4 separate regions of the Mus musculus genome follow, and regions 2, 3 and 4 are each linked to region 1. Evidence: chromatin contacts called from public HiChIP or PLAC-seq and promoter capture Hi-C data. All regions are on one chromosome and are shown on one strand. The core of a region is the stretch at or near the end of the contact, and the rest is flanking DNA. Distances in the headings are between cores, read along the strand shown. Region 1 holds the start of Abca7 (ATP-binding cassette, sub-family A (ABC1), member 7). Region 2 holds the start of Onecut3 (one cut domain, family member 3). Region 3 holds the start of Tcf3 (transcription factor 3). Region 4 holds the start of Uqcr11 (ubiquinol-cytochrome c reductase, complex III subunit XI).

The links. Promoter capture Hi-C pulls out the DNA fragments that hold promoters and counts their contacts. HiChIP or PLAC-seq counts read pairs in DNA pulled down with a chosen protein or histone mark. Capture Hi-C pulls out chosen DNA fragments and counts their contacts.
Region 2: a promoter capture Hi-C map of liver shows a contact between it and region 1, with 2.5 times the contacts expected there. The contact joins the promoter of Onecut3 here to the promoter of Abca7 in region 1. A contact is called at or near these places in 3 of 39 promoter capture datasets (embryonic stem cells, liver and second pharyngeal arch cranial neural crest) and 1 of 115 datasets of contacts at active chromatin or transcription factors (memory CD8 T cells).
Region 3: a FOXA1 HiChIP or PLAC-seq map of pancreatic cancer cells shows a contact between it and region 1. The contact joins the promoter of Tcf3 here to the promoter of Abca7 in region 1. A contact is called at or near these places in 1 of 39 promoter capture datasets (the C10 cell line), 1 of 484 Hi-C or Micro-C datasets (CD4 T cells) and 2 of 115 datasets of contacts at active chromatin or transcription factors (embryonic forebrain and pancreatic cancer cells).
Region 4: a contact with region 1 is called in a promoter capture Hi-C map of liver, with 2.3 times the contacts expected there. The contact joins the promoter of Uqcr11 here to the promoter of Abca7 in region 1. A contact is called at or near these places in 6 of 39 promoter capture datasets (the C10 cell line, embryonic stem cells, fetal liver and 2 more), 1 of 15 datasets of contacts at CTCF or cohesin (the NIH/3T3 cell line), 4 of 484 Hi-C or Micro-C datasets (CD4 T cells, CD8 T cells, cardiomyocytes and 1 more), 5 of 115 datasets of contacts at active chromatin or transcription factors (bone marrow-derived macrophages, effector CD8 T cells, embryonic stem cells and 2 more) and 2 of 9 other capture datasets (liver and pancreatic islet).

Annotation. Positions count from the first base shown.
Region 1 is chr10:79,993,641-80,001,065 of GRCm38.p6, reverse strand. Abca7 (ATP-binding cassette, sub-family A (ABC1), member 7) reads right to left here and starts at 4,572. Exons shown (of 47, transcript NM_001347081.2): 1 at 4,478-4,572; 2 at 3,386-3,458; 3 at 3,204-3,297; 4 at 2,911-3,052; 5 at 2,710-2,822; 6 at 2,542-2,615; 7 at 2,229-2,309; 8 at 1,475-1,685; 9 at 1,246-1,385; 10 at 238-354; 11 at 1-143. The coding sequence starts at 3,451. It overlaps Cnn2 (calponin 2), which reads right to left. Exons shown (of 7, transcript NM_007725.2): 7 at 5,666-6,715. The coding sequence ends at 6,452.
Region 2 is chr10:80,490,294-80,497,718 of GRCm38.p6, reverse strand. Onecut3 (one cut domain, family member 3) reads right to left here and starts at 2,813. Exons shown (of 2, transcript NM_139226.3): 1 at 1,529-2,813. The coding sequence starts at 2,711.
Region 3 is chr10:80,429,298-80,436,722 of GRCm38.p6, reverse strand. It overlaps Tcf3 (transcription factor 3), which reads left to right and starts at 3,088. Exons shown (of 19, transcript NM_001164149.2): 1 at 3,088-3,403; 2 at 5,655-5,786. The coding sequence starts at 5,712.
Region 4 is chr10:80,402,970-80,410,394 of GRCm38.p6, reverse strand. Uqcr11 (ubiquinol-cytochrome c reductase, complex III subunit XI) reads left to right here and starts at 3,574. Exons shown (of 3, transcript NM_025650.2): 1 at 3,574-3,699; 2 at 6,109-6,259; 3 at 7,240-7,398. The coding sequence starts at 3,650. The coding sequence ends at 6,229. It overlaps Tcf3 (transcription factor 3), which reads left to right. Exons shown (of 19, transcript NM_001164149.2): 19 at 121-854. The coding sequence ends at 263.

The DNA.
Region 1 (7,425 bases), core at 3,323-5,822:
GCCAGGCGTCCCATATCTGCGTGGGCCTCCCGCCAGCTGTAGCCACCCCTACTAGGATCCAGAAAGTCTTTGATAGCCTCCAACTTCTTCTGGGCTCTGGGTGTCTGCTGCCTCTGCCCTGTGCCCCCCACATCCAGAAGCCTCTGGGGAAGGAAGACAAGTGTCGAGAGATCCACATCGTCCCTTCCTGACCTGCATACCACAGTCCGCAAGAGGCCCGTTTCCATCCTGGCCCACCTGAAGCATGGCCACGTTGGTACTGTCATTCATGAAGTTGAAGATCTGGGGTCCCAGCACCCCCCAGAGTTCGTGTAGGTCCCTCAACAGAGCCAGCTCCTCGAAGGTCTGGTTCACCTGCAAGTGGGCAGCTGAGATAAGCCAGGCTGCCTGTCCACATCTCTGTCCTGCCTCTGGTCATGCCCCAGTCTCTGCACCTCTGGACCTTTGTCTCTTCATCATTATTGAGCCTCTGGCTCAATGTGTCACTCTGGCTGACCTGGAACTCAGAGATCTGCTTGCCTCTGCCCCCAATGCTGGTACTGAAGGCATGTGCCAGCACACGGAGCCATTCCATTATTCTGAGACAACATCTGACCCTATAACTTAGGCTGGAATTCCACACATTCGGCCTCAACTTCCTTCTGAGTGCTGGAACTCTAAGCCTGTGTGGTTAGGCTCTAAGAAAGAGCCATCACTTTAAGTTGTTTTCCCTTAAAAAAAAATTAGGGTGCCAGGAGTGGTGACCCAGGCCTTTAGTTCCAATACTCAGGAGACAGTGGCAGGCAGAGCTCTCTGAGTTCAAGGCCAGCCTGATCTACAAATTAAGTCCAGTGCAAAAAAACGAAAAACTAAATGTGTGTGTGTGTGTGTGTGTGTGTGTGTGTGTGTGTGTGTAGAGCCCAGAGCTCTGTGCATTTTGTGCATTTCAGGCGACCCCCTAACCATTGAACCCTGCCTCCCCAGCCCCAAGCTCCTATCTTTCCAGCTCCTACATGGGCTGGGAAGATGTGAGGGTCAGAGGCTTGGGAGGGTGGGGCAGATGTTCTACAACCCCTGCCCCTATCTGGGAATTCCAGGCAGGGTGTCCATGCTGACCACACCCCCACAGTCCCTCACTGAGAGTCTAGGCAGGGATTCTACTCCTGAACAAGCCTCAGTCTCACCTGAGTCTTACTCACTGCTCTTGGCCACCTGACTAAGGGTACTGTGTATATCGCTGTCCCTTCTTTGGCTCCTGCGTCTCACCTGAGCCATGAGCTTCCGAGTGAAGTTTGTGTCAGGTGCAAAGAGAATTTTCCCGAGGATCAATGGCTTCAGGCGCCTCCAGAGCAGCCGAGACACAGGGTGGTCATCCAGTGTCCCCACAAACTCAGAGCAGGCAGGGCCTGATAGGGGAGGATACGGTGAGCCCCAGGAGAACATGCTCTGCTCTCCACCGGCCCCACGGGGACCCAACACAGCCCTAAAGACTTACTGAGACTGTTGTCAGGCAGGGCAGGGGCCACCTCTGGCCCCATGAACTCATTAAGCTGGTTGGCTTCGTACCAATTGAGGGACAGGCCCCCTGGACTGCTGGGTCCCTTGGTACTGCAGAGGGCCTCCGAAACCAGCTCCAGAGAACCAGCTGACCCTCGGGGCCTCCGCAGCAAAGCTCGGAGCTCCATCAGGCTGGGCAGTGTCAGGAGCTGTAGAGAAGTCACCCAGGGCAGCTGGACACCTCCTGCAGACCATCTGACAACCTTTTTTGGTTTTTGGCTTTTGTTTTGTTTTGTGTTTGGGTTTTTGTTTTGTTTTGTTTTGTTTTGTCTTGTTTTTGAAATAGGGTTTCATGTGGCTGCCTGGCCTTCCTTGCTATGTAGCGGAGGAGGACCTGCTTCTACCTCCCGAATGCTGGTGTGACAGCAGTGTCACCTCTCCTGGTTTATGAAGAATTAGGGGTGGGATCCAGGGTTTCATGCATGCTGGGCTGGCTTACACCCTCAGTCCATTTAGTTGCTCGAGATAGTATCTCCATCTATAGCCCAGGCTAGCCTCAAATTTGCAATTCTCCCACCTCGAGTCTGGAGCACACCGCTCGGTGGGAGGGATGCACCAGCACACATAGCTTTTTCTAACTTGGAGCCTGAACCTGGGCAGGTACCTGGGCAGGAGCACCTGTTCTGTCCCCTTCCCTTCCCCGTCTGCATGTTGCTTCCTGGCCAGGATAGAGGCTGGCTGGGGCTGCTCACCTCCTGGGCAAGATCCCTGATAGCATCTGAGAACTTTCTCATAGAATCCTGGGCTTGACCCAGCACAGGATCCAGGGATGCCTGTGAAGCAACGATGGGTGAGACCTGGGTGGACTGCTCAGTAGTCCCCTGGCCATAAATGACCTTGGACCCATGATCCTCCCACAGAGCCAGAATGGAGGTGAGCACTCCCCCCACTGATCCCCACCGAGCTCCTATCACCCCGCTTTACAAATGAGGAATGGAGGAGTTGAAAGGGGCAAGGGCTCATCCCAGGCGGCCACGGGAGTTCCTCGCGCCAGCCCCCCCTCACCCTTTGCAGGATCTTCTCCAGAAGCTTAGTCACTGACCCTTGACTGGTCGGCTGGTCACTCTCCTGTGGTCGTGCTGAGGGGAGGGGATGCCAACAGGCAGCCAAGCTCAGCCTGCAGCTCAGCCTCCTCCCCAACCCCCTGCCCGATTTACAGCCCCAGGTCTCTACCTCCACCTCCAACTGCCCTGAGCACGGGGATCAGTTTCCCCAGGGCATCCAGCATGTCCTGGATGCTGTGGCCCCCGAGCACTGTGCGGGTATCAGCGAGGAGCCTCGAGATCCTGGGGAGCAGAGAGGGAGTGGGAGGCGGGGCCTCAAGAGTCCAGGACCCCATTCACCAGCCAGCCCCCACCTGCCAAGTTCACTCACAAGGAATCCTTAAAGTTACTCAGGACCCCAGGCTTCTCGCCAGGCGTTGGGTGCTGGAAGCAGGAGTTGTTTACGTTGCAGACAAGGCCCTGCAGCCAGGGCACCGTGCCCGCCGATGGTAATGGCTTGTTTGGAAAGTGGCCTGGAGCGGGGAGACATCTGCTCATAGTCGCCCTCACTTCTATTATCAGCTCATTAAATGATATGGCCACCCGCCACACCCAGCTCAGACCCCAGCGCCAAGCAGGGCGGGAGAGGCTTGTCACTGTCCCACCACACACACAGCGGCTCACATTCGTGATGCTCCAGAGGGGGGTGGGAGTGACGGACAGCCACTAGGATGAAGAAGAGGAAGAGGGGCCAAAGCAACTCCACTAGTAGTTGGATCTGGGGAGAGAATGGGTAGGAGACTTTGGGGGGCCGTGATGGACACCTGCCATCGCCCCCCCCCCGACCTGCAAACCCCGGGCGTTACCGGTTGTCTCCGTCGATAGGTGTAATTTTTCCACAGCAGAAGCATCAGCTGTGTGCCTAAGGCCATGATGACTCTGGACCGGAAACAGCGGAGAGGACAGGACAAAGAAAAGGCTGAGAGTGAGCTGTGTGGCTCCAGACAAATGTCTGCGGGTCTCTGATCCTCATCCTTCCGAACATCGGGCTGAGCCTCAATAAATCTCCCGCAAAGAGCCCGGCAAACAAGGCACCATAGAAAGAAATTCACTAGGGAAGTGACCAATGGGAACCCGGCGCGCAGCCGTCCTCGTAGCTGATTGGCTGGAAGGGCTATCGATGAAGGCTGGGGTCTGGAAGACCCTGTTTGCATTCTTAGGGGGCGGAGCTTGGGTTTAAAGCTTGGGGCTTGGGGCTCGGGGCTCCACGGTCAGCCTCATACCAGACCGGGGTCTCGGTTCCGTTCGCCCCAGGTGGCCCCCGGTGAGACCCGGAGTCTGTGTCATTTGCAGCTGGCCTTCTATTTTTTAAGAGATGGGAACTGAGGCTCAAAAAGGGGCAAAGTCACGCTCCCAAGGAAACCAGAGAAGAAGGAGGGCCCGCCCTCCGGAGTCAAAAGGAGGGTACAGAAGACCGCCGGCTAGGAGGAGTCAGGGACAGGCTCCTTGAGCACGCCATTCCTGATTTCGTTATTTTATTTCCCCCCGGAACTGTATGCCTGTGGCCTGCTTCATGATACCGATAGGGAAACTGAGGCTGACAGAGAGGGAAATTGCCAAAGTTTAACCATCTACATGGAAATTGGCGGCTTCCACTCGGGGACTTTTTTCTTTCATAAAGTGAAATTTGAGATCTGGGGGGTGGGGGGTGACAGGCCTCATTTGGAAAGTGGGACACTGGAGGTGTAGGTTGGCAGAGGTCCCTCGAGGTGACCAGATGACCGCTGTGAGGATCGGTGGTCCATTTTTCCCACACTCCCCGGAAGGATAAGGAAGGGCAAGGGAGAGTAGGCACCTGGAACCCCAAATTATCAGGGAACGTGGCTCAGCCCACCCTCACCCCACAGCATCCCCAGATCTCCAGGCTCCACCTTCCACCCTCTCGGGGATTTTCTCACCGTTCTGAGGCCCCCAAACTCCATCCACTTTCGCTCCTCTCGGCCTCGGCGGGGGAGCGCGGCCCCTTTAAGTGGAGCCCCGCTCAATTGCGGACGACGCCCTTCGCAACCCGGTGCCCTAAGGAGCACCCAGCCCCGCCCCCTAACGCTACTATTGGATATTGCACCTGCTACTCAGGCGACTTTGCCATTGGAGGAGGCGGGACCACAGCCCGCCTCTCCGAGCCGGGTTTCTTAAAGGGACAACAGGATTCCTGCTGCATCAGTTTGGCTTCACTGGGACACGACAAAGAGGGGGACAACGGGTCACCTGTGAGTTCACATCTTGAAATGGCAGCTCCCCACAGCAAGACATTCCTGTCTCCTCTCCCCAAGGACTCCTTTTTAAAAATACTTTTTAATTTTGAGAGTGGCTCACACTGCTGTGGTAGGCCTGGAAATCACTGCTTAGACCAGGCTGGTCTCACAGAGATCCGCCTGCCTCTGCCTCCTGAGTGCTGGGATTAAAGGCGTGTGCCACCACAAGTAACCTTTGTTTTTAAATTTAATTAATTTGCTTATTAGGGTAGGACACATGCATGCATGGCATATCTGTGGAGGTCAGAGGACCATTTCCTGGAGTCTATTCTTGCCTACCATGATGTGGGACCTCAGGCAAAGACCAAGTTTAGGTCGGAAGGTTTGCACAAGGTCTTTGTATCCTGTGCCATCTCCTGCCACCAGCCAGAATTGTACCACAGCCTCTGTGAGCTCATCTCCAAAGTAGAGCTTCAAGGACCTGCACATTCATTTTAGCAACATCCTCTGGTCTAGACAATTTCAGAATCAGGTGGCAGCCCAATATCCTAAGATTAGAATCAATAGTTGCCTGGATTGTAGGCAAGATTCTCAGATGTCTCCTACTCTGGAAAAAAAAAACTGGTTTATTTCACAAAGCATAGAGGGAGATGGGTGTAGATCACCCTGGCAAGCGTGAGTTAGGGGGCCTTAGAAGTTGGGGTTTTGCAGATGCATAGGAGTTCGAAGGAAGCTGGTGAGGGAGACTCAGCCTCTTTCTCCACCCTAGCCCCGATCTATCTCACATCATTCATTCAACTGTGTCTGTTTCTCGCCTTCTCCCTAACTTTTGTGCAGGGCTTGCACCTTGCTTCTAGACAGCGCCCCCTCCATCACGGCCAAACTCAGGAATGTACTTTACTCTTAGAAACAGAGGTTTTTATTGTTTTTGTTTTTGTTTTGTTTTTGTTTTTTTTTTTGTTTTTTTGGTCCACACAGGGAATTTCACATTTTCTGGCAGTGCAGGGGCCCGTGTGGGTCATGTGTGGCCCCTTCCGAGGCCCAGACTCTAGCACACCTAATCAGGGCCTGCACAGGGGCAGGGAAGCCTTCAAACACCAGAGGAGTGAGGGAGGGCTGCAGGCGTTGGGGTCACATCTGGCTTGCCTCAGTTTCCCCACGGGGCACAGGAGGGTGAAGTCTGAGAGTCGTGGGAAAGCAAACTTAGTCCCTCAGAATGCCTGCAGTATTTTAAAGCCTAGTGTACTCCAATACTTTTGAGGCAAAACCCCCACAAAACCCCTTGTTTTCTTTCATTGAAACTGCCTGTAATTTCCCCGGGTTCACAAACCACAAACTGATGTGAAAGAGATGAAGAAACAGGAAGCCCATTGGGGCCAGCCTCTCCCACAGCCCACTGGGAAACGCACAGCCTCACTGTCCCACCAAGGACACCCATGTCCCCTGTCTGGTGGGTCAATCCTGGGAAGGAAGCGAGGCATGGTGGGTGAGGAAGGAGCATAGATAGCACAGATCTGTCATCCCAGCCCTTAGGAAGCTGAGGCAGGAGGATTGCAGTGAGTTCCAGGCCAGAGAGAGATACAAAGAGATGACCAGTTTCCAAACACAAAACACAATGAAAACCCCAAAGCCCACACAGGGCTGCTGATGCAGTGGGGGAGCTGGCATGCTGGGTGCTCAGTAGCCAGCTTCCTCCTGGCAGTAGGCCAGGTACTCTGGGGCCTCGCCTTGGCCGTCACCCGCAGGAGCCCCGTCAGCTGCAGAGCCCTGTGGGCAATACTTGGGATCGTAGATCTGCCGCCCCAGTCCGAAGACCTGACCGCTCTGGTTGGCGCCCTGCGTGTAGCCCATCTGCAGGGACATGGAAGAGTTGTCGCACTTGTCGGTGCCCAGCTTGGTGTCATAGATGTGCCTCCGGGTCCCTGGAGCTGTCATGCCCACCTGGAGACAGGGGAGAAGGTAAGTGGGGCTCAGAAGAAGAGCAGCTAATCCCCTCAGTGTACTCCCTGTAACTCTCTACAGGGCTTCCAAAGCTTAGACTAAACCCTTTTGTTTCTTTAAGGCTTGATCTTGGACTAGAGAGATGGCTCCGTGGTTAAGAGCACTGACTGCTCTTCCAGAGGTCCTGAGTTCAATTCCCAGCAACCACATGGTGGCTGACAACCATCTGTAATGGGATCTGATGCCCTCTTCTGGTGTGCCTAAAGACAGCTGCAGTGTACGTATATAAATAAAAATAAATAAATCTTAAAAAAAAAAAGACTTAGTCTCATGTAGCACAGGCTAGCCTCAAACTCATTCTGCAGTTGAGGATGGCTCTGGACTCCTGCTCCTCTGCTACTTTCTGAGGATGACAAGCTCATGCCCAGTTTATGCCGTGCTGAGTCAGGAGAGCTGCCAAGAGCTCCAGGCTACCCTTGGCTACATAGTCAGGCCCTGGCTCAAACCCAGCCTCTGCACAAAAACAAAAGGAAATACAACTTTTTGTCCCAAAGCACCAACCTCCCACTATCTCCTTCTGAGGTCCCCAAAACCTCAGTGACACACCCATTCAACTTAACAAAAAGGTTAGAGTATCAGGTGGGGTTATGCACAGAGTACGGCTGTCACTTCTGTAAGCATGCACAGTGAGGAAGAACCAGAGTTGAGGC
Region 2 (7,425 bases), core at 1,564-4,063, 500 kb before region 1:
AAGACAGGACAGGACAGGATAGGGGCTGTGTTCTGGGGCAGGTGTCCTTGTGTCCCTCACTAGCAACAGGGCTCTTCAGATAAACCTGTGTGTGTGTTTATCCTAATGTCTTCCAGTGCCACCTGCCCACCCCCCAGGAATGCATGGCCCCAAAAGCCCAAAGACAGGGCGCATCTCATCACTGAGTTATCCCACTAAAGACTCCAGAGGAAGGGGAAACTAAAGTGGGTCTGTGTGTGTGCCAGCCTGCACAGTGGGCTTAGAATCCACAGATAGAGCAAGTAGCACAGGCTCCAACCAAACCCACGTCTATCTACCCCCCCGCTACGCCCAGGGGCCCCTGCTTCTCTGCACCCCACACAGGCTTGTAGTGTGGTCTGAGGGGTACAGTCAACCCAGTTCTCAGCTCCTGCCTTAGGGGCGCCTCTCTTGAGTCCCGGCTGCCCCGCCCCTCTCTGTGTTTGTATGCAGAGGGATCGATGAGGCTCTGGAAACCGCTATTGTCCCTGGAACGGGGTGCACAGCCCCCTCCCCACTACGCCATAGAAAAAACGCTCTGCCCAGACCACCGGCCTCCTGACACCCCTTCCCAATCACGGAGGATGTAGGGTCTATGGCACACCCCCACATTCCTCGCTGGGGTGGGAGGGGACAGGTTAGACCAAAGGAGGAGACAACGGGTCCCCCAGGGGCTGGCTCGCATGCTTCTGTGTGTGGGAGAGACTCAGGCAAGGCGCAAGAGAAGAAAAGAATAAAGAGAGACTGGACTGGGTACCGAAGAGGCAGCTCGAAGAGAGGGACAGCAATTTGTCCCCGTGGAGAGAAGTAGAAAGGGGGGACAGGAAAACAGGAGGGAGTGAGGCCCTGGGAGCCACGGGGGGGGGGGGGTGTGAAGGCCTCTGGTGGATGCCACTGAGCCCAGGGTCCCAAGGGCTGCCCCTCCCCCAATCTCAAATGACCTTTGCCAACGGCCAGAGGGGGGAGGGATGGGGGACTAGCGGATCGATCGTCGGCAGAGGCTGAGCTGCATAGGAAGAGAGCTCGGTGGTGGTGGTGGTGCTGGGGCTGGGGGCAGAGCGGTGGCCAGGCCTTGGCTGAGTCTAGTCAGCACCTAGAGCTTTGTGACTGGGTGGAGAGAGGGCGCCTTTGGTCCCTCTTGCAGGATGTTTGGGGACGAGGGGAGTGGCACCTCTGATCGCAGGGGATCGTGAACCCAAGGAACGTGCTACAGACGCGCGCATACACGCGCACACACGGAGCCACGCGAGGGCTGTTTTAGTTTAGCACCCTATGTCTACATCAGCCTCAAAGACACTAGACACCCTACACAGTCCCTAAAAGAATAGGGACGGAAACAATAATTGTATTTGCCCTCTTTCTATTAGTGACACTCGGCGATGCAGACCCCGGGTCAGCCTCAGAGGCTACAGTTTCCCCCCTCTAGGCTGGCAGGACGCACTAGCCAAGGTCCTTCATCCTGTGCCAACCATGTCCCCCAGGATCGAGCCTCAGGGGCCCTTGTCCCTACCTGCCAGGCGCAGCGCCGACATGCGCTGGAACTCCGGCTCCTGCAGCCACTTCCACATCCTGCGGAAGGTCTCGCGGCCGGATTTGAGCTTGCTCCAGGGCTTCGGGTTGCGCAGCAGGTCGGAGAGCGTGCCCTGCGAGCGGCACAGGATGCGCTGCGCGAAGATGGCCTGCGGGATGCTGTAGCGCTTCAGCTCGGCGGTGATGCGCTGGGCCACCTCTTTGGTGTTGATCTCTTCGGCTGCAGCGCCGGCTCCCGGGCCGCCGCTGCCGCCGCCAGCGCCACCGCCCCCTCCGGGGCCACCGCCGCCTGAGTGAGGCCCGTGCGCCCCGGCCGCAGCCAGCCCGCCCAGCGGAGCCAGCAAACCCGCGGCCGCCCCGCCGGCCGCCCCGCCGCCTCCCGCGCCGCCGCCGCCTCCAGGCAGCCCTCGGGCCAGCGCGTCCTCTGCGCGCCCCAGAAGCGCCGCGTGTGGCTCGAAGGCGGCAGGTGGCAGTAGTTTGTCCCCGGCCAGGTGGCCCGGAGCCCCGTAAGCGGCGAGCGGTGGCGGCGGCGGCGGCTGCGGGGCGCTGTGCAGAGCGGGGGGCAGCGCGCTGGGCAGCGGCGACAGTGGCGACCCCATGGTGGGCAGCTCCTTGCCATAAGGCCCGTAGAGGTGGCCCACCGAGGCCAGCGCCGCCCGCTCGTCGCGCATGAGGGTGAAGCTGCCGCTCACGCTGGCCGCCAGGCGCTGCGGAGGGGGCGGTGGCGGCGCGGTGGCCGGGTGAGGGTGAGCGTGTGGATGGCCTCCGTGCGCCCCAGCCACCGCGTGCTGGTGGAACTTATCGGCCACGGCGGCCAGCGGCGGCAGGTGCTGCAAGGGCGTGAGCGTGGTGTAGGTGCCACCCAAACCTGGGGCCTCGCACGCCATACCCATGGCCGGGTGCAGGGGGCCAGCCAGCTCCCCACGGAAGTCAGGGCCACCACCCGCGGCCCCTGCAGCCCCCGCGCCCCCGGCGCCCCCGCCCCCGGCGCCACCACCGTCCAGCAGGCTAGCCATGCCGGCCACCAGGCCTGGGCGCCCCGATGCCACTAGGCTTCGGTGTTGGGCCGCGGCGGAGCGCGCGTGGCCCGGGCTCAGCAGCTCGCCGGCTTGCGCGTGTGTCACCCCGTGCAGCCCCCCGAGGCTCTCCAAGCTCAACTCCATCCTGGGTGTCCTCTTCGTGTGTGCTCAAGGCCGCAGCATGGTCCCCACGCACTGGCCGACGCTCCTGGTGGCGGCGGCTGCTACTGTCCCGCTTGTTCAGTGCTCTCGCTCGGCTTCGGCTGCTGCGAGCAGCGGCCACCAGGATGTGGCGGGGCGGCCGCCGCCGGCGCCCCGGCCCGGGTCTGACGTCAGCGCCCCCGCCCATCGCTCCGCCTGCACCCGCCAAACCCCTTGGAGCACCAGGCTGGCTTCTTGGGTCTCCCCATTCTCCTTGCCCTGAGAAGAACCTGAGGGATTGGGGTGGGGGACCGCTAGTCCTGGCTCTGTGTGAGTGTGAGTGAGTGTGTGTGTGTGTTCTCATATCAGCGTCTTTGATTCTCTGTCCTGTACATTCCCCCTTCTGCCCCTACCCGCCCCCAGTTCCTGAAGTGTGGCTACAAACGCCCCCCAACTCTGTTGACACTCTCAGAAAGATGGGCTGTTTTCCCCGTATGCACACAAAGATTTCAAAACCTCTTTTGGGATGAAGTGGGGCTATTAGTAGGTCCCCAGAACAATCACACATTGGCCTCAAGCACAAGGAAAAGCAGGCATTTGGGCATTTGGGCCTCTGTTTCTTCAATTGTGCAATGTAATTGCCCTGCAGAAATCTTTCTTAACAGGGACTTTAGTGGTTTTTAGGCCCAGGATTGGGAAGACAGAGGCAGGTGGATCGTTAATTTGGAGGCTAGCCTGGTCTATGTAGCAAGTTCCAGTCAGGCAAGGGCTTTATAGTGAGTCTTTGCATCAAAGCAAACATAAATTCCTCCAAGGTCCGGTGTAGTGGCACATGCCTTTAATCTCGGCACTTGGGAGGCAGAGGCAGGTGGATTTCTGAGTTCAAGGTCAGCCTGGTCTACAGAACTGGATTCAAGGACAGTCAGGGCTACACATGGAAAAGATGACAGAGAGGGGGGGAAGAGAGAGGGGAAAATTCCTCCTAAGTCCCGTGTAATTGGCTACTTCCTGTCCCCAATATCTCTGGGGTCTAAGGATGTCTTGTCTGAGACTGGTCATCTCTAGACCAGCTTGGGTTTGGGGTTTTTTTTTTTTTTTCAGACTGAGATAGCTAGCCTAGGATCTCTCTCTCTCTCTCTCTCTCTCTCTCTCTCTCTCTCTCTCTCTCTCTCTCTCTCTCTCCCTTTCCCACCTGCAGACAGTGAAGGGGGACAGAAGGGGTACATGGATGGCACCCTACAGGCACAAAGCACCTGGGAACAAGACCCCTTGGGTTTGTGGAGAAGAGATTACCGATTACCAGGGTGGCCATGCCAGACTCTGGGGGGACCTTGTGTTAGGAGGGTGTCTTCACTCAGCCTCAGCCCCTGCCTCCCTTGCCCTGCTCACTGCCAGGGAGGGTTATTGGCATTTGTTCTGGAGCTTGAGTCACCCATGGGCTCTGACGCTCACTCAAGGGATGCCCCCACCAATGGCTTGGGCTATCAGGCTGGAAACAAAGCAAACCAAGAATCTGATGTCCACAGTGCACTGGCTGTGTGACAGGCGTGGTGGTCCATGCCCGGGGCTGCACAGATCCTTTTCTGTTCCTCATTTTCCCCTTTCATGCTGCCCCCCCCCCCCCAGAGAAGAGGATCTTGGAGGAAAGTGAGTGGCATTGTATATGAGCCATTAAGGGGGGGGGTACACAGAGGTCCCTCTCCCAAATCCTTGGGTGGACAGGGCTGAAGGGACTGTTTCAATGTGAACAAGTCAGCATTTATTAAGCTCCAGCTGTTTAACAGTCCTAGAGAGGGAAGAGATCCAGAGCCTATCACTTCTTGCCTGTTGCCATCTTGGTCTCCTGGTTGGGGGTGGGGGTGGGGATAGTGGGGAGTAAAGACTGCAGAGGGGGCCATTAGGGTGAAGCTTGCAGGAGTGGGTACTTTTACCCATCCATCTCCCCCAAGGGGCAGAAGCCTTGGGGTCTTCTGATTTGGGGAGCCTGGACAATTTGGGGCCACAGCCATCTTCCAGATAGAGGAACTGAGGCACACAGAGTGTCTGTTGCACCACTGGGGTTTCCTCCCCAGTGACAAAGAGCTGGGGACAGTTGCTATGGCCAGGATCAGAGTCAAGTCTGCAGTCCCCAAGTCTATCCTACAACATCACAGATAATTAAAAATAATCGTGGGGTGTGGAAATCAATCCACCACCGTCAACCGATAGCATTCAGAGCTCTAGAAAGCAAAGAGCTACAGGGGTTGACTGGGTGTTTAAAAACAGAAAAACAAAAGATGACCATAAACCCTTTCAAATACCAGCCACCCCGGGATTCCTGGGCAGAGGGTTGGGATGATGCAGTCCCCTGCCTTCATTTTTTTTGTTTCAAATGATATCTATAGCCCCCCTCCCCCATGAGCGGAGAATCCATTTTGAAGAAAAAGAGAGGAAGCTGGGGGCTTTGAGATGAGGGGACTCCCTTTTCTCTTGAACAAGAGCAACCTCAGGTGCCACACACTCCCTTGCAGACTGTCCAGACTTAGACAGGGCTTCTCCCGGCATGTGCAGCCTGTGCTTGAGTCTTCTGGGCATGAAGAGCTGGATCTCCACGAGGTCTGCGGTCCCACTGAGAGATGGAGTAAAAACCTAGGGGTCCCTAGGAAACGGACTGTGCCCCCTGAGCCCCAAGAACTGGCCTCCCCCACTTTAGTAATTAGTGAAATAGAATTGAGCGGGGCCACGGGCGAACCGGTGACTGGGGCCAGATCGATCTTGGGTCATTAGCAAATTGAGGGTGGAGGAGGGGTGAGCTGGAGTGGGGCAGGGCATCCCCCATATTTATCCCCGTGGGGACCTAGGCCAACTCAGAGAACCTCTCAGTCGACCTCAGTATCCCCTCTGGGAAAATCAGGGATGGAGTCCAGGAGCCCCTTGGCTGCCTCTGGGGTCTCCAAACGTGCTGGGCTGCGCCTGGCTAATATTCTCCGTCTCTGTGCTAAGCCCACATTTGAGAGAAATCTGAGGCCCAGTTAACCTGAGGGCTGTGAGGGTCGGGATAGCAAGTACAAGCGACAGCGACGTTGGGGACCTGCACGGGCTTCGCAGGAACCCTCAGTCGCCTTCATCCACCCCAGAAGCGCCCTGAAGGCGGGGCTGGAACAGATTACCCCCCCACCCCCCCCCACCCCCCCCCCCCCCGCTCTGGCCCTCCGCCAGTTTGACCTCACCAATGTCCTCGTTTTCGCTTCTCATTTTAGCTAAAAAAATTGATTTGGGGTCTTTAGATGCTTAAAGCTGTTCCTTTGAGGCGGGTGCACCCTAGCCTCTCCCGACAGGCCACTGTTTATTGCCCACCGAAATGAGAGTTTTAAGTCAAGTCCTTTCTTCTCGCCGGTGGGTGGGGTGGGGTGGTGGTGGTTCATAGAAATTCTAGCGACTGCTACCTTCATTCCAGCCTCCCCCAAATCTGCAGGCGCCACAGATCTGAATTCGCCACATCCCACAGCTTCCAGTTCTCCCCTGGTAGACAGAGAAGCGGTGTCCAGCTTGGGTAGTCCCAGGGGTCTCTGTCGGGTGTGGGGTTGCAGGAGAGTACGCCGCACCCCGAGATGCCTGCACGGCCCCGGGCCTGTGACTGCTTCGCTCCTGGCAGCTCCGCGGGGCTGTTCCGCGACAGTTGTGCCCGATCGATCCCCGACGGCCCCGCGTCTCCATCGAATCCCCATCGCTCTGGGCCGCGCGCTGCGCAAACACCCGCTTGTTTGCAGCGGGCCGCGGGGCCTGCGTGAGCACCAGCAAGGATGTCGGGCGTCACTGCACCCTCGACCGCTCAAGTTCCAGGGCGCAATGAGAGGAAGGAACTCCAACAGCCCACTACCCTGTCCTGATTCGGTTTCCTGCCCTGAGAGCAGCCACTCACTCTGGCTGGGGGACCCCAGAGTAGGGAGGGTCCACTGCTGTTCTCTAAGCCACCTGCTGCGCCCTTCCTTGCCTTTTTGCCGTTCCTCCCCCTCCTCCTCTCCGACAGGGTCTCCTGTAGCTGGTGCTGGCCCCCATCCTTGCTCTGGACACTTTAGAGTTGAGTTGCACTGGATGGGTTGGCTCGCAGGATTCAAAGTCGCCTTTGGACCAGATCTGGGGATTCCGCCGCTCCCTCCCCAATTTCTCCACCCTGCGCTGTAGGGAAAATGAACTGTCCTGAGAGAGAGAGAGAGAGAGAGAGAGAGAGAGAGAGAGAGAGAGAGAGAGTGAGAGTGTGACTGAGGCCAGAAGGACCAGGGCATGACTTGGGGCCTGCTGGAGGACTGGAGAAGCGACAGGTAGGGGCCTCCTGGATGCCTTCCACTCTGGGGTTGACCGCGGAAACCCTGGAGCAGGGTGCAAAGCCATGGCCCGGAATACGTGCTGCGCGGGATGAGGAGACGCGGACACACACACACACACACACACACACACACGGACACACGGACACACGGACACACACACACACAGGGAACGCAGGCTCCCTGGAGCTTATTAACGCAAAGCGTCTATTCCTTTCTGCCCTGCATCCTGCCCTCAGTGACAGCGCGGGTCCGGGGTCTGGGCGCCGCGTAATAGATTTGCAGCGGCCACGGGCGACTAAGCCCCTCCAGGGTTTCTTGTGGAAAAGACACCCTGAAGTGTCCCTCTGTGGCCCGGGAGGCCTGGAGGAGCTCCAACCCGAGCGAGGCTTTCTGGGCCAGGCGCACGTGGG
Region 3 (7,425 bases), core at 1,839-4,338, 440 kb before region 1:
GTCCAAGGTGGAAAAGCCCAATGCCAAACCATCTTTCACCGCCTACACTAAGAGATGGGGCTGAAATCCTCAGAACGAACTGCTGGAGTTTGCCGGGACCTAAGACCTTTGTACTTCACTATGTCTGTTGCTCAACACCTACTTCTGGTGATGGAGCCCAGGTCCAAGCCCATAAAAGTCCTCAACCCCTCACTAGGGATTCTAGGCGGGGCTCCACCTCTGACCACGCCTCCAGCCCCCTCACTGGGGGATTCTAGGTGAGGCTCCGCCTCTGACCACGCCCCCAGCCCCCTCACTGGGGGATTCTAGGCAGGGTGCCACGCATGAGGTATCTCCCTGCCTTCCTTTTAGCTTTTCTGACAGTAAGTTTTCCAGGGCGCCCTGAACTTGCAATCCTTCTACCTCAGTTTCCCCAGTAGTGGCAATGATGGACGTGTGGAGGCCCAGCTTTCCATCCTTCTATGTCTGCCCGCCTTTCTGTGGGAATTCATCCTTGGTCCTGTTGCTTTATACTCCTGCAAAAGTGGCTATAGGTTCCAGGTTGTGAGCACAATCCCAATGGCTGAGAGACAGGTTCTGTGGCCGGTGGACGGGTTCCCCCAGCACCCACAGCAGAACAAAAGGCACAGTCAGGAGGGCGGGGGTGGGCAGGCCGTGGGCCGCTCCAAAGGGGCCCTGGCTCCAGCCCCTGGCAGCTTGTCCTCATGCCAGGGCACACCCAAGCCTCAGGGCTGGGCAGAGGTGACAGCAGAGAGAGGACTCCCCACTGTTGGCTGTTCCACCCGGTGACTCAGCCCCAAGATGGGCCTCCTGGGGGAAAACAATGGTGGTTTGTGAGTGCCTAGAGAGCCTCCCTGCAGGTGTGTGGCTCCGGTGTGGGAGTGAGGTGAATGGGGGAGCCCTCAGAACCTCAGTCTCTTTCTCTGTACAATGGACTCACTTTTTGGAAAATACCTGACAGCTCCTGGTTGGAAAGAGTACATTCAGGACAGATGAAGGAGGGGGCTCTCTGGTGAGCCTTCTCGCTTTGGATGACAAGCCTAGAGGTGCTGCAACCACCAGGTTGCCACCAAACGTTGCCCAGTGAACTACATGCTGCATCCCCACATGGTGGGCAAACACTCAACTCTATGGGTCCAGGGTTGGGCCACAGGAAAGACCTAGGTTTCAAGGACAGAGATTCAATCCGGATACCCAAGTCCTTCAACAGGATCATAGAAGGACTGACCAGGCAGAGACTTGTGGAGTGACACCCGTGTGCCCATGACTGCGCCCTCTCATTTTCCTTATAGGTAAACTGAGTCTCAGATTGTACCAAGAACCTGCCCAAAGGCTCTGAGATATGGGGGAAGCAAAAAGGACCGGAAGTAGGGACCAGTTCCAAGGATAAAGGACTGGAGCGGTAGCTGGGGTGGTAGATCGCTTAGTTAGGATATATGAAGCACTACATTTCTTCCCACCACCACATAACCAGGTGTGGTAGCTACCATCTTAGTACTAGCTGGGAGGTAGGGGATACCAACAGGAGTTCAGGGTCAACCTTGGCTACATAGGAAGTTGGAGGCCAGCCTGGGCTACATGAGACCTTTTCTCAATTCTCTACCCCTGCCAACTCCAAAAAGTCAGAACCTAGAGGTGCGATTCACACCAGGCCCTTCCTGTGTGATGCTGGGGGCATGTCCTTGATCTCTGACTGAAGGTGAGGGAGAGGGAGCAGGCAGCTACACTAGGGATCCTCTTTGCTGCCTGACCTGGACACCCACTGTGCCATGCACCTTTCTGCTGTGTTCATTGGGCTGTGAGCCCCAGTGAGCTGTGAAGACTGAGCAGAAGCTAGGCGCGAGGGACATATTGTCTCTACAACCCTCAGGGAGAGGCAGGGTCTCACTGGACAGCCTTAGCTGGCTGGCTTGCAACTTGCTTTATATAACCGGCTAGCCTCAAACTCAAACAAAGAGCTCCTCCTGCCTCCCAAGAGCTGGGATTAAAGGCATGGGCCACCACACCTGGCCTCATTATGTGTTTTTCTTTTTTAAATTTATTTTATCATATATTATATCCCAATCTCAGTTTACCCTCTCTCCTCTCAGTACCCCTCCCGCCCTCGTTGTTTCGTTGTTCTTTCTTTCTTTCTTTCTTTCTTTCTTTCTTTCTTTCTTTCTTTCTTTCTTTCGAGACAGTGATTCTTGGATAGCCTTGGCTATCCTGGAACTCACTCTGTAGACCAGGATGGCCTTGAACTCACAGAGATCTGCTTGCCTCTGTCTCCCCAGTGCTGGGATTAAAGTGCCGCCACCTCCTGGCATTTTTTATTATATGCACCACGAAACACCTATTTTCAAAAGACGGAAAAGTTGACCAATGTGGAGGTCCTTCAGCAAGAGAGAGAATGATCCATCGTTTCCTAGCCTCTCATTAAGGATCTGATATCCCATCCCGACTTTGATATACCCGCTCGAACACATAACACCCAGAGCCCATCCTAGAAACTCAAATAGAACCCACTTGACGTGGCGGCGCCGGCGGGCATAAGAACCCGAAAATAAAATCTCAAACCCCGCCCTTCCACCGCCTTCCCGTTGAGTTTCTCGCGGCCTCTTGCTCTGAGAATCCCGCCTCTGCTGTAGGGCGGGAACGCAGATGATACTTCGCAATAAATGGTTTGAGTTCTGCCAATCTAACCTCTCCACCTTCCCATTGGTTATTTGTAGCGGTCCTTATCTTTCAATCTAATGGTCCTTCCCGCTTGCGTCAAGGACGCTTCGCTCAGTGCGTGTATACCGCCGCGTAGGAAGATAGTTCCTAAGTCTTTCCCTCGGTTTGATAGAGACTATCTCTGCCGGAAGTACTTTAGTATTAGATACGGGTTGATTCTTGGTGTCATGGTAATCTTTGTGGGTGTTCTGGCAGTGACTGTTGTGAGGTGGTGTATGTTACTATCGCCTCAAGAGGTAGTGGAGGGATCTGTGTATCCGGTCGGGGCGCGGCTGCAGCGACTTAGGGGAGGTGGCTTTTGGCGACAGTGGGCGTGGTCACTTGGGGGCGTGGCTTCCGCGGGCGGCGCGGGGCGGGGTGGGGGGGCGGAACATGTCTCCCGCCGCAGGAAGATGAGGCAGCGCCGGCGGCTGCGGGCGTAGCGGGCCACCGCGGGCCACCGCCGCGCGCCGCCGCCTCTGCTACAGTCCCTTCCCGCGGGGCCTGCTCTGAGAGAAGCTCGAGAGAGACCAGGCGACGCGAACGCGAGTGGGGAGGAGGAAGGACGCGCGACCCCGAGCCCTGCGCGCTCCCGCCGCCCACGCGCGACCCTCGGGGACGCGCCCGCCACCCTTTTGTCCCCGGGGTCCCCGAGGGCGGTGGGCAGCAGGGAGCCCCGGTGCACCCGGTGCATGCCCCCGCCCAGCAGGTGAGCGCACGCGGAGGGGCCCCGGACGCGCGCGTGGGGCTCACGGGGACGCGCGCACGGTGGGGACCCCCCCCCTCTGCTTAGTGCATGAGAAAAAAAAAGTTGCCTCTGGGTCTCTCTCGGGTCCGCGGGGAGGCTAGGGCTGGGGTGAGCCCCCGGGGGAGTGTGCACGCGTCCCCCTTGCACAGGGCCCCGGGCCCGGCGGCGCATTGTTCTCTGTCTTCAACTTTGCGCGCCTGGAGAGGGGGGCGACGTGGAGGGGACGCGCGCACTTGAGAGCAAACTTTGCCCAGGCCTCTTTTGTGACGGTTCTCTGTGGACGGTCACCCAACTTCATCAGATAGGAATTCTCCAACTCGTGGGGATCTTAGGGGAGGTGTTCCCTTTCCATCTGCCCTTAGAGAGGGGGTCCTCCTGATCGGAGCTGGAGTTTGGAGGGAAGAGAGAGGGCCACCTCCTCATTCCATTAGCTAGTGGTTCCACAACTCGTGGTTATCTTAGGGGAGGTGTCCCCTTATCACCCACCTTCACCTCTTCACTTGAGGTGTCCCCTTGATCCTAGTGGAGTTTGGAAGGCTGAGGATTATATCGCACTCCACAATTTAGAGTTCCTAATTCTTGGGGATTTTGTGGGAGGTGTCCCTTTCCAACCCACCCCCACCCAGGGAAGTCTCCAAATCTCCATCCAAACTGGAATTTGGAAGGAAGAGTGAACCCAATATCTTCACCTCGTTAACTTGGGGTTCCCCAACTCCTGGAGATCTTGGAAGACCCCCCCTGCCACTTAAGGATGCCCCCCCCCCGATTTAAACTGGAGTTTGGAGGAAAGAGAGCAAGTCCTTTTGTCTGCTACAAGAAAGGGATCTCTGGGTACAGAGAAGGAGGGGAGACACAGGGACCCCGAGATGGGAACATCTGCTCTGTGTTAATGTGGGGCGCGGCACAGCTCAGGGTTTGGGACACGATGGTGGCCTCTGCGAGCCTCAGAACTTCCAACCTTCCTCCTCCCGCAGTGGCTGCTGGAATGGGGGAGGGAGGAGAAGGGGGGGGTCATCCCCAATTCTGCTTCCCTACCCCCAATCCAAGATGACCCAGGTTGTCCCATTCCTCCCCTCCCAAGAGTGTTTGTGGCACCCGCCCCCACTGGAGCAGTGTTTCACCTCTCCTGGGGTTACCCAGAAAAATCGGTTTCAAATACCCCACAAAAAAAGTGTGGTTTCGTACAACTTAGAAGAAGAAGAAAAGAGTCAGTTTCACACATCCTCCAAAAAGGATGAAAAAAAAAAAAGACAAAAAGCAGTGGGGGCGGGGTGCCCGAGGTGCCTGTTTCACACCCTGTGTGAGTTGACAAACAAAAGAGTTGGGGTTCCTGAGCTTCTGGACGTGGGTCTTCCCTCAACCCCAGAATCGCCTTCCCCAGCCTGTGGCTTCCGGATCCCTGCTGCCCTAGCTCCTTTCTGGGGAACACTGGAAAAAAAAGTTAATGGTTTAACTGCGTGCTGGCCCCTCAGTCTTTCCTGGGGTGGGTGGATTGGGCCTGGCAGGTGGAACCCCTCCCCCACTGGTGGAGCAGAGCCCCTGGGACCTGAGGGGAATCCCAGGTCTTGGGGACCTCCCCCCCCCCCCCCGGTGATGTTGGTAAAAGGATGTTTTTAAACTTGACTGGGAATAATTCCCGGATATATCCTGACAATAAGAGGCCCACTTGGTTTGAGTGTTTTGTTTTGTTTTAATTTTGTTTTGTTTTTTAGCTTTCTTGAATGAGGTTGGGTTTTGGGGGTGAGAGGGAGAAGTTGTGGGTCCCAGGGATAACACCTCTTCCACCCACTAGAGCCTTGAGGTTCACAGTTTGTTTTGCTTTGGATTTGGGGTGACCAGGGTCTTGGGTATTCTGTGACAGCTGCTGCATGGGAAGGTTCCACCAAGTTTATTTGGAGGAGGCAGAGCCTGGGCCACCCCTTTCTTCCTGGACAGGGCCCATAGACAGTCCCCCCCCCACCCCTTTAAAATGCAATTTGACACTCTGGTGGGCCTCTGGGAATTGGGAGATTTCATATGTGTACCCCTTCTCTCCATTGTTCAAGCTACTCATTTGCTCATGAGAAGGATCTACAGAGGATCCCCCCAGAACCCAGGCTCCTGCCTCTTCCTTCAGGACCCCCATTGACCCCAGGGCCTCACTTCTAATGCCCACTTGTCCACGCTCTCAGTCCCTCTGTTTCTCCCCTTCTGTCCCCTGGTGTCACCACAGGGCTGTCTCTAGATCTGGGGGACGCACCCCAGTTCCAACACCTGCTGTCCTGGGTGGATGATGAACCAGTCTCAGAGAATGGCACCCGTGGGCTCTGACAAGGAACTGAGTGACCTCCTGGACTTCAGCATGGTGAGCTAGCGCCCCCCCCCCCCCCCCGCCCCTCAGTGCCTACCCACCCCACCACTCCTGGCCTGGAAGGTAGGGTTGAAGTGGGAGTGTCTGCCAGTAGGAGTGGAGCCCCCAGCTTGCAAGAGTGGGGGAAATCTCAGAGGAAATGGAGCCCCCTACCGTAGGCCTGGTGACATCCACCAAAGAAGTGCTCCCACCTGGCACCTCACCAGTGAGGAGAAGAACGGAGCCCAGAGAGAGGGAAGGGCTGTTCAGAGCTGTGGTTGTTCCCCAGTGTTCACTGCAGAAGTGCCTGTGGGGGCTGGTGGCCTTGAGTTAGAAAAGTGACCATCGAAGTTACAGGCTGTGAGAATGAAGTCCCAAGCTGTTCTGACACGTGCTGGGGCCTTAGAGAAGGAAGCCACCAACCCCCTGTACCGCTGGTGACTTACCCTCCTCAGTCTGGGTGCTCTGCTAGTGAGGGAGACTCTGGCCTGGGAAGGCTGTTAGCAGCCCTGCCGCATTAGCATACAGCCTGCAGTGGCTGTTCCCACCCTCTGTGATGGCTCTTCTCCTCCAGCTGTGTAAATGCCCAGAGAGGTTGCTGGCTGACAGAAGTCACAGAACACCCAATAAGGAGCCTCCTGGTGGCCATCTCCACAGCCTAGGATTCTCAGTTTACCCATCTGTGCAGTGGGCACCCTGGGGGCGGGGGCAGTGGACCTGTCCTTCAAGAACCAGCATGTTTTTCTAAACTCTGGATTCTTGAAATCTTGGCCCCACCCCCAGAAGCACTACTGAGCCCTGGTTTCTAGGACGACTTTCGGTCTGAGCTCCCCTGCCCATCCCCACAAGGGCTCCAGGCCACAGAATTCTACCAAATAACAAGCATGCTCACACTGAAACGGCCCCAGCCACCCTACGGAAATGCAGCCCTAGGGACAGAGCCACTGGGTTCCGGAAGGCCCCGCTGGTATTTTTAAGGCCCATTTTCTGTCGTTGCCTCCTGGTTTGCCCCAGGCTGAACAGACAGAGGCCCTGGCCCCTGGTTTTTGTTGTTGTTAAACTGTCAGGTCACGGCCTAGTGGCCTGGAACACAGCAGCTTGGGGGTGCAGCTCAGCCCAGTGGACCCAGGGGAGCACCCTGAGCCTCAGGGCCACCCCCTTCAGTCGCAGGGCTCAGGATCTCCCCCGATTTAGGTCAAGAGAGGGCGTCCTGTGGGATAGATGAGAAACTGGGGTGAAAGCACGGGGGACGGGGGCGAGGATGGCAGGGCCTGTGGTGGGGGTCGTAGTTTTTATTCTTTTGATTGTGAGCTAGCATCTCCTGGAGCCCAGGTTGGTCTAGATACCCTAAATCCTCCTGTCTGCAAGTATGGAGAAGCCTGTGCCCCCTTGGCTAGAATTTGTTCTTTTTCTTTCAGTTATTTAAGTGTGTGTGAGTGCGAGCGAGCAAGAGAGCGAGAGCATGCACTTGAGAGAAAGCACCTGTGCACCTTGTTTATGCAGGGTACCCTGGAGGTCAGAAGAGGGCATTAGCCACCCTGCAGCTCCAGTTTCAGATAGTTGTGAGCAGTCATGTGGTTGCTGGGAACTTCATCCCGGTCCTCTGGAAGAGCATGTTATCCTCAGAGCTCGCTCTCTGGTCCCCATCTTAGCA
Region 4 (7,425 bases), core at 2,325-4,824, 410 kb before region 1:
GGCTGCGCCCGCCCCGTCTGTTCCATCCTGCTGGCCAGGGCAGCCTCGGCACAGCCCCGCCCCTCTCTGACCCCACCTGAGGACCGTCTCCCACTGCTCTCTCCTTCCCCACTCCCCCAGAACGCAACCTGAACCCCAAAGCAGCCTGCTTGAAGCGGAGGGAGGAGGAGAAGGTGTCTGGCGTGGTCGGGGACCCACAGCTGGCCCTGTCAGCCGCCCACCCGGGCCTGGGTGAGGCCCACAACCCAGCCGGGCACCTGTGAGCCGTCACAGCTTCTTCGTTGGACCAGGGACCACCATATCTCTGCCCGGGGTGCATCAGGACGGTTCTGGATGAGACAGGTCTCCATCGAAGCATGAGCAGAGAGAGGGCTCTGGGGACACTTCAGGGCCTGGGGAGGGTGGCACTGAACAGCTCCCTGCTTGGCCCCAGTGACCAAGCAGAAAAGTTCCTTCCTCTCGGTTAACCAGAACTGGAAACAAAGCAGCATGCTCCCTTTTCAAAAAGGAAAGAAAGATGCCTTAACTATGTAAGACGGAAGAGTCGGACCGTGCCCTGGCAGGGCGGCCTGGGACTGGCTTCTACTTCAGAGCCACCAGCACATCGTGCCTAAGCATTTTTCGTTTTTTTAAAGGAGAATAAAGGAACATTAGTTTTCAGATTTTTTTTTTAAATGTAGACAAAAGTTAGCAAGAACGAGGCCTTCCGTGTCTTTTTTTTTTCCCTTAGCTTTTTTTTCCGTATGTTTTGTAAGCAACAAATTTTTGTATAAAAGTCTCATGTCTGTTTCTGTTTCTAGAATTTATCGTCATATTTCATGGTCTACAAGGTTATTAAAGTAGCATTCAAAAGACCCAGTGTTGATCTAAGGGTCACCCCTACCCTGAGGCCTGGCACAAGATCTAGATGCTTGCCCCTTCCTCTTCCCATGAACATGAACCCAAGGCCTGTCTGTGCCAGGCATGTGCTCCTTGGCTAAACCATGCCCTCCTCATGTGAAGTGGGCCGTCCTCATGGTCCTCAATACTTGGGTGTCATGCATTAGGGGACCTCTAAAGAAAAGTTGCTAGAATAAGGTGTGTGTGTGTGTGTGTGTGTAAGGATATTAGAATGGCTTACAGGCCATGACCTGGGTATTCTCAACAGCGACAAAGCGACTGTCTCCAAGAATACTGTAGCTATTCAGTGTGCCAGCAGTCCCAATTCAGTGCTGGAGTCCTGTAGGATTCCTAGGGGATGCTGGTCTTGGGTCTGCACTGGAATCCTGAAGAACAGGGTTCTGACACCAGTGAGGGCAAGCAGGCAAAAAGCAAAAGCATTCTCCTTCCATGCCCTCTTATGTGGGCTACCACCGGAAGGTGTGGCCCAGGTTTAGGGGGTCCCAGCACAAGCGTCCCCTACAGGTGTGCCCAGCAGGTTGGGTGAGTTGATTCCAGCTGTAAAGCTGGGTCAGCAGACACATCACACAAGCCTATGCTCCCACAGCTGCCTCCTACATTCTCATCTGTACACTGGTCCTTGGGTCCCCTCCCAAGTATTGTCCCCTTGTTTCAGATCCCAGTGGCATCCTAGTCTCTTGGTAGGATAATGGTGAGACCACCAGGACACACCACAACACTGTTCATGCCTGTTCCATGCTGACCTCTGTCCCCACAAGTTACACTTCCTGAAACACCTCAAAAGCCTCTAGTGAGGAAGATTTTGTTCGGAACCATGGTAACGCCTTGTTATGGCAAATAATCTGTTTACCACTTTGGCTCGGGAACCTGCCACTTCTGGAAGCCATGGGAGGAACAGCTGGAATGAATACAAGACTGCCTTGCCTTATCTCTGCTTTAGTGGCAAACAGGCAGGAGAGTGTGGGATCACCCAGACTTCAGGCTTTTGGGAAGCAATTGACCTGTCTTGGGCCCAAGTGGCTGTGAGTCCCTATGCCCGGGGGTGCATGGCCACCCTCTGACAGTCTCCATCTCCCTGATCTAGACTTACAGAAGTGTAGCTACATCTCTATGAAGTTGGGTCCTCAGGCAACTTACCACTGAGGCCCTCTGCCTTATGACCTTTTTTAAGGTTGCACTGTGTGTGTTTGGCCTGTAGCTTGCCATGCTGGCAAGGCTGGTATTAACTCAGCTCCAGGTCTGTCAGTCTCCCCAGTCCTAAGCATTAAACACGTGGCCACCATACCCAGCTTTGCTTTTTTTAAAGTTTATGGGATGTTTTGTCTGTATATTTATCTGTGCACCACGTGTGTGCAGGCTCTGATGTCAAAAGAGGGCATCAGATCTCCCAGAAATGGAGCTACAAGGGGCTGGGTGCTGCCATGTGGGTGCTGGAAACCAAACCCAACATGAATGAACAGGCAGTGCTCCTAGCCGTACCTGAGACAGGCTTTTGGCTGAACCTGGAGGTGACCAGAGTAGTTCAGCCTTTGGATCCCGTGTCTGTCATCCTATGTTGACAGGGGTTACAAGTGTGGGCCACCACACATGGTTTATGTGGTCCTCATGCTATATGACACACACTTTACCCACTGAACTGTCTCTTCAGCCTGATATCCTTTTGTGTCAACCAGAGGACATGGTCTCCTGAGGGCAAAGAATTTTCCTTGCTCCACAATCCTAAGGGCATGGAACCCCCAACCTAGTAATAAGGCCCGCCCCTGATGTAGCAACTCTGTGGTCTGGTTCTTGGCTAAGGTCAGTGGCATAACTGAACCTACATACATTGGGCCTGTGGGGTCCAGGGCTCCGCAGACACCCATATGCCAGTCGCTGACCATTCAAAAGTGAGGCTGAAGTAACAAGGGACAGACCTTCTATCTAGGCTCCTTCCGGAGGGATGTGTATCTGAGGATGTGCCCGCCTTCTTTCTGCCAGTCAGGGGTGCAGTTAGTGGGTTAGCTGAGTAGTTAAAATGTGCCTGTTCTGGGAGATCAGGCAAAGCAGGGACTTAAGCAGAGAGGGTAACCAATGAGAGTCAGCCTGTGCACCAAAGGTGTCCCATTGCAAAAATCCAAGCAAATGGAGGTTAAGAGGGCACTTGCCATTTGACTGGAGTCCCTCAGCGACTCACCGACAACTTCAAATGTATTCAAAGGTGTGGCCCAACTCGAGCCTTTCCCCTTCAGGGTCTGTGCTCAAGTTCCTCTGGTTTAAATTGATCAAAGATAGGGCTGTGGCTCAGTGGGACGAACGCTCCTCTAGCGTGTCCAAGGCTCTGGGGTCCAGTCCCAGCACTCCCTGTCTACCCCAGGCTTACACTTTAGGAGGTGGAGGCAGGAGTCTGAGGAATTCACGGCCAGCCCTGAATATAGGAGACCCCCATATCAAAAACACCTAAGTATGTGTATTATTAAAGTTATTATCAGATTAGTACTACGTGGTCAAAGTCACACACACTCTCCCCACCCCATCCCCGGTGTTCCAGTGTGCATGGAGCTACTGCTGGGATCCACTGCAACCACAGAACCAGGACAGAAGCGGATCAGTAACGTCTTTCTCTCCTCCCCGGAAGTAGATGTCAATGTCTTCGGCGCCACCCCCGGAAAAGGTGGAGCGATCGCCTTCACGCATGCGCTATACGTCTGCACATGCGTAGTGCTCCAGGGCAGCGGAACGGGGTGACCCTGAGTATTGAGACCCTGCAGCGATGCTGAGCAGGTTTCTAGGCCCGCGCTACCGGGAACTGGCCAGAAACTGGTGAGGAGGTCACCCGCCATTCCACCGTGTGCTCTGGGGACTGGGGAAACCTGAGGCTGTAACAGGCAGAGTATTGCGGGACACAGTGCAGGTGGAAGCTCCGAGGTTAAGCTGCAATCGCCTTCGTTCGGTGTCTGAGGTGCTCCAAGCCTGGGTTTCCCCAGCTTGACCTGGGTAGCCTTGTGTGCGGCTCTGGGTGGGTACCCTGGACTCCTACGGCTCGGAACTCCGACGTGCAGCCTGGCGACTTGCAGCCTTTGGCTTTGATTTTGCAGTCTTTCGTGTACTTCGTTTTTTCGTTTAAACAGTGTTTTTGTAACCCCAAGTTGGTCTGGAACTCCCACCAATCATCCTGCCTCACACTTCTTGAACGCTAGAATAGCGGGCACCCACCCTCACCTGAATGTTTTCTTTGCATGCGTGTCTGTGTACCGTATACGTGCCCAGTATCCAGGTAGGCGAGAAGAGGCCATCGGCTCCCCTGGTACTAGAGCTAGAAATGGTTATGAAGCATGTGGGTGCTGGAAATTGAACCTGGGATCTCTGGGAAAAGGGCCATCTTCTCCAGTTTAATTTTTATTAATAGTTTATTTCCAATTATATGTATATGTGTGGGTTTGTGTGCGTGTAGTACATAGAACCGGTACTACACGCACAGGTGCCGGAAGTCTCCAGAAGATGGTGCTCAGGGTCCATCCACAGCGCCACACAGGGGTTGTCACAGCACTGGGGGTAGAGGGGTGGGGTGGTGGCAGGCAAGAGCCAGGAGTTTATGGCCATCCTCTGATACATAGTGAATTCCAGGTCGGGGTAGGGTACATTGAACCCTGTCTCCATGAATGATGAATGAATGAGTATAGCTATACCATGACTGACCCTTCTGGGTAGGCTGTATGGTATTAGTGGCCGCAGCGGAGGGTGGCATGGATCAGACAGAAGACACCTGCTGGGAGGCCAGGGAGAGGGCTCACCTGTGGGAGATTCCGTTTGTGTGTGAGGCTTGGAGGTGACACTCTGGGTGTCTTAGCAGGGGACAGAGGAGGTAAGGTTCTGGCACTGTTGCTCAGTGGCTGGTATCTTGGTGCTCTGTGTAGTTCAGATTCATGGGCTGTCTACAAACTGTCCACATGGTCCCACTGGGCATAACCAAACAGAGCAGTATCCACATGGTCCCACTGGGCATAACCAAACAGAGCAGCGGATGAACTTTGCCCCCAGTAGCCTGGTCCTGCTGCCCAGGGAAGGGTCTTCTGATGAATCAGCCCCAACTCCCACTCACCTGAGACAAGAATCTCACTGACATCCAGTCCTCGGAAGCCAAGTGCCAGCTGTCACGGTCACATATGCGATGTAACAGGAGTTTACAAGTTTACCACAGTATGTTGCCCATCGTGATAGTGCATGCCTGTAATCCAAAGGCTTGGGAGGCTGAGGCAGGAGGATCACAGGTTCTAGGTGTGCTTAAGTTGCATATTGAGTCTTGTCTCAAAAAACTCTAGGCAAAAAGTAATAATGGCTGTGCTGAGAGTCAAGGACTCAGGCACAGCTCGGCCAAGCTCAGCCAGGCTCAGTTCCCAACCCGTGCCTCGAGCACTCTCCTAGTTTTACTTTCATGTAGGTCTCATGGAACCGGGGCAGGCTTCTAACTCTCTCTGTGACCAGAGATAGCCTTGAACTCATGAACGCACCTGGTTCATGTGCTTGGGATGGAAGCCAGGGCTTCCTGTGTGTCAGGCAAGCTCTCTATCCACTGAGCAACAGCCACAGCCTCCCCTCCACCCTGGTTTTTATGTCATGTATGTGTGTGTGTTGTATTTTATATGTCATGTCTGTGTGTTTGTTGGCACCAGTGCCAGCCACAGTATGTGCATGGAAGTCAGACAGCAGCTTGAAAGTGTGGGTTCCCTACGACCTGGGTTCCAGTGACCATGACAGGCTTGGTAGCAGGGGGCCTTTTCCCTCTGAGCTGGCCTCAAACTCCGAGAGAGTGCTGGGGTTAGGGTTATAGTGTGAGCACTGTGCCTGGTGACCACGTTTTTATTTTTCAAGTAGGATCTCAGTCTGTAGCTTGGGCTGGTTTTGTCTGTAGTTGTTGTTTTGAGACAAGTTTCTCTGTGTAGTCCTAGCTGTCTTGAACTCAGACATCCTCCTCCTGCCTCTGCCTCTCAAGTGCTGGGGTTAAAGGTGAGTGCTAGCCTGCCTGGCCTGTGAATCTGGTTTTGAACTCAAAGCAGCCCTCCTGTCTCAGCCTCCCAAGTCTGGTGGTGGGGGTTATGCAGGACCTCCTGCCCTGCAAAGTCGAGGGAATATTGTGGGCCCTTGACTGACATCAGCATGGGATATGATGGGAGAAGGTTCTCAAAGGCTAAGTTACCAGCAGAGTCTAACAGCCTCACTCTTTCCTACCAGGATTCCCACAGCCGGCATGTGGGGCACTGTGGGTGCCGTGGGACTGGTGTGGGCCACGGACTGGCGGCTGATCCTGGACTGGGTGCCTTACATCAACGGCAAGTTTAAGAAGGACGATTAGGCAGCCCCTCCCCCACCACAGGCCTCGATGGTGAGTCTGAGTGTTGGCCTGACTTCTATGGATTGGGAGTTCTGGGGTGGCCTGGACCTTAAGCAGGAATTCCTTTTGTCCCTTGCCATCATCTCTTTTGTTCCTTGTATCTCTTGGAATACATTGCATGCTGAGGGCATGCAACACTGTGTCCCCATCAAACCACACCAAACTGGCTATTTTGCTAATGTTGGTAGCTTGTTGCCCAGAGTACAGTCCTATTTAGACCACCTGACTTGTGTATATGTGTGTATGTGCAAGTATGTATGTGCACATGCACACATAGGGAGGCCAGAGACTGAGATGGGAGCTTTCCTCTGTCTCTACTATCTATCACCTTTAATCAGAGTCTCTCACTGAACCAGAAATGTGCCACTTTGGCTTGGTCCTGGCTAGCCAGCACCTTCCCAGGGTCAGCCTGTCTCTTGCGGCCTTGTCCCTAAAGTGCTGGGACTATAAGTATATATAGCCATGCTTAGCTTTGATGTACTACTGGAGATTTGAACTCAGTTCCTGGTCCTTTCACAGCAGGCTCTTACTGGCCATCTCTCTAGCTTGTCCACTTTGTGTTTTAAGGTTCATGTTTGTGTGTGTGTTTGGGGGCTGTACCTGCAGTGCTCACAGAGGCCACAAGGGGGCATCTGACCTGAAGTCTGGTGGTTATGAGCTGCTGTGTGTGGTTGCTGGGAACTGGACCCAGGTCACCTCTCCAGATCCATCCATACAGGTCTCTTGTTGAACTGGAGCTCCTGGATTAGGTAGACTGGCCAGTGAGCCTCCTGACTTTTTGCATGTCTGCTGGGGGGTGGATGGAACTCATTTCCTACCTACTTATTGCTCCTCCAACCCTCTCACTCCATCTTATAGACAAGGGCCTTGTAGTGTGACACTGCTGGCATCACTCCCAGAGCTCAGAGGCCCTGGGCTGCCCGAGCTGGTTCAGTGTGCTTAGCTTACTCACCCTTTGTCCCCTCCCCCAGGTACCATGTGCCGAGGCCTCAGACACAGCGTAGTCCTGTGGAAGACACTGAGGAAGCTGGACACTGGAGAGGTCTGCACCGCTCAGGGAGCTTCCATGTTGACAGACACTAGGGCTGCCTTGATGGGTGCAGCATTAAACCTTATTCTTATGCCTTGGACGCCTGGCTCCTTCCTCATCATCTTCC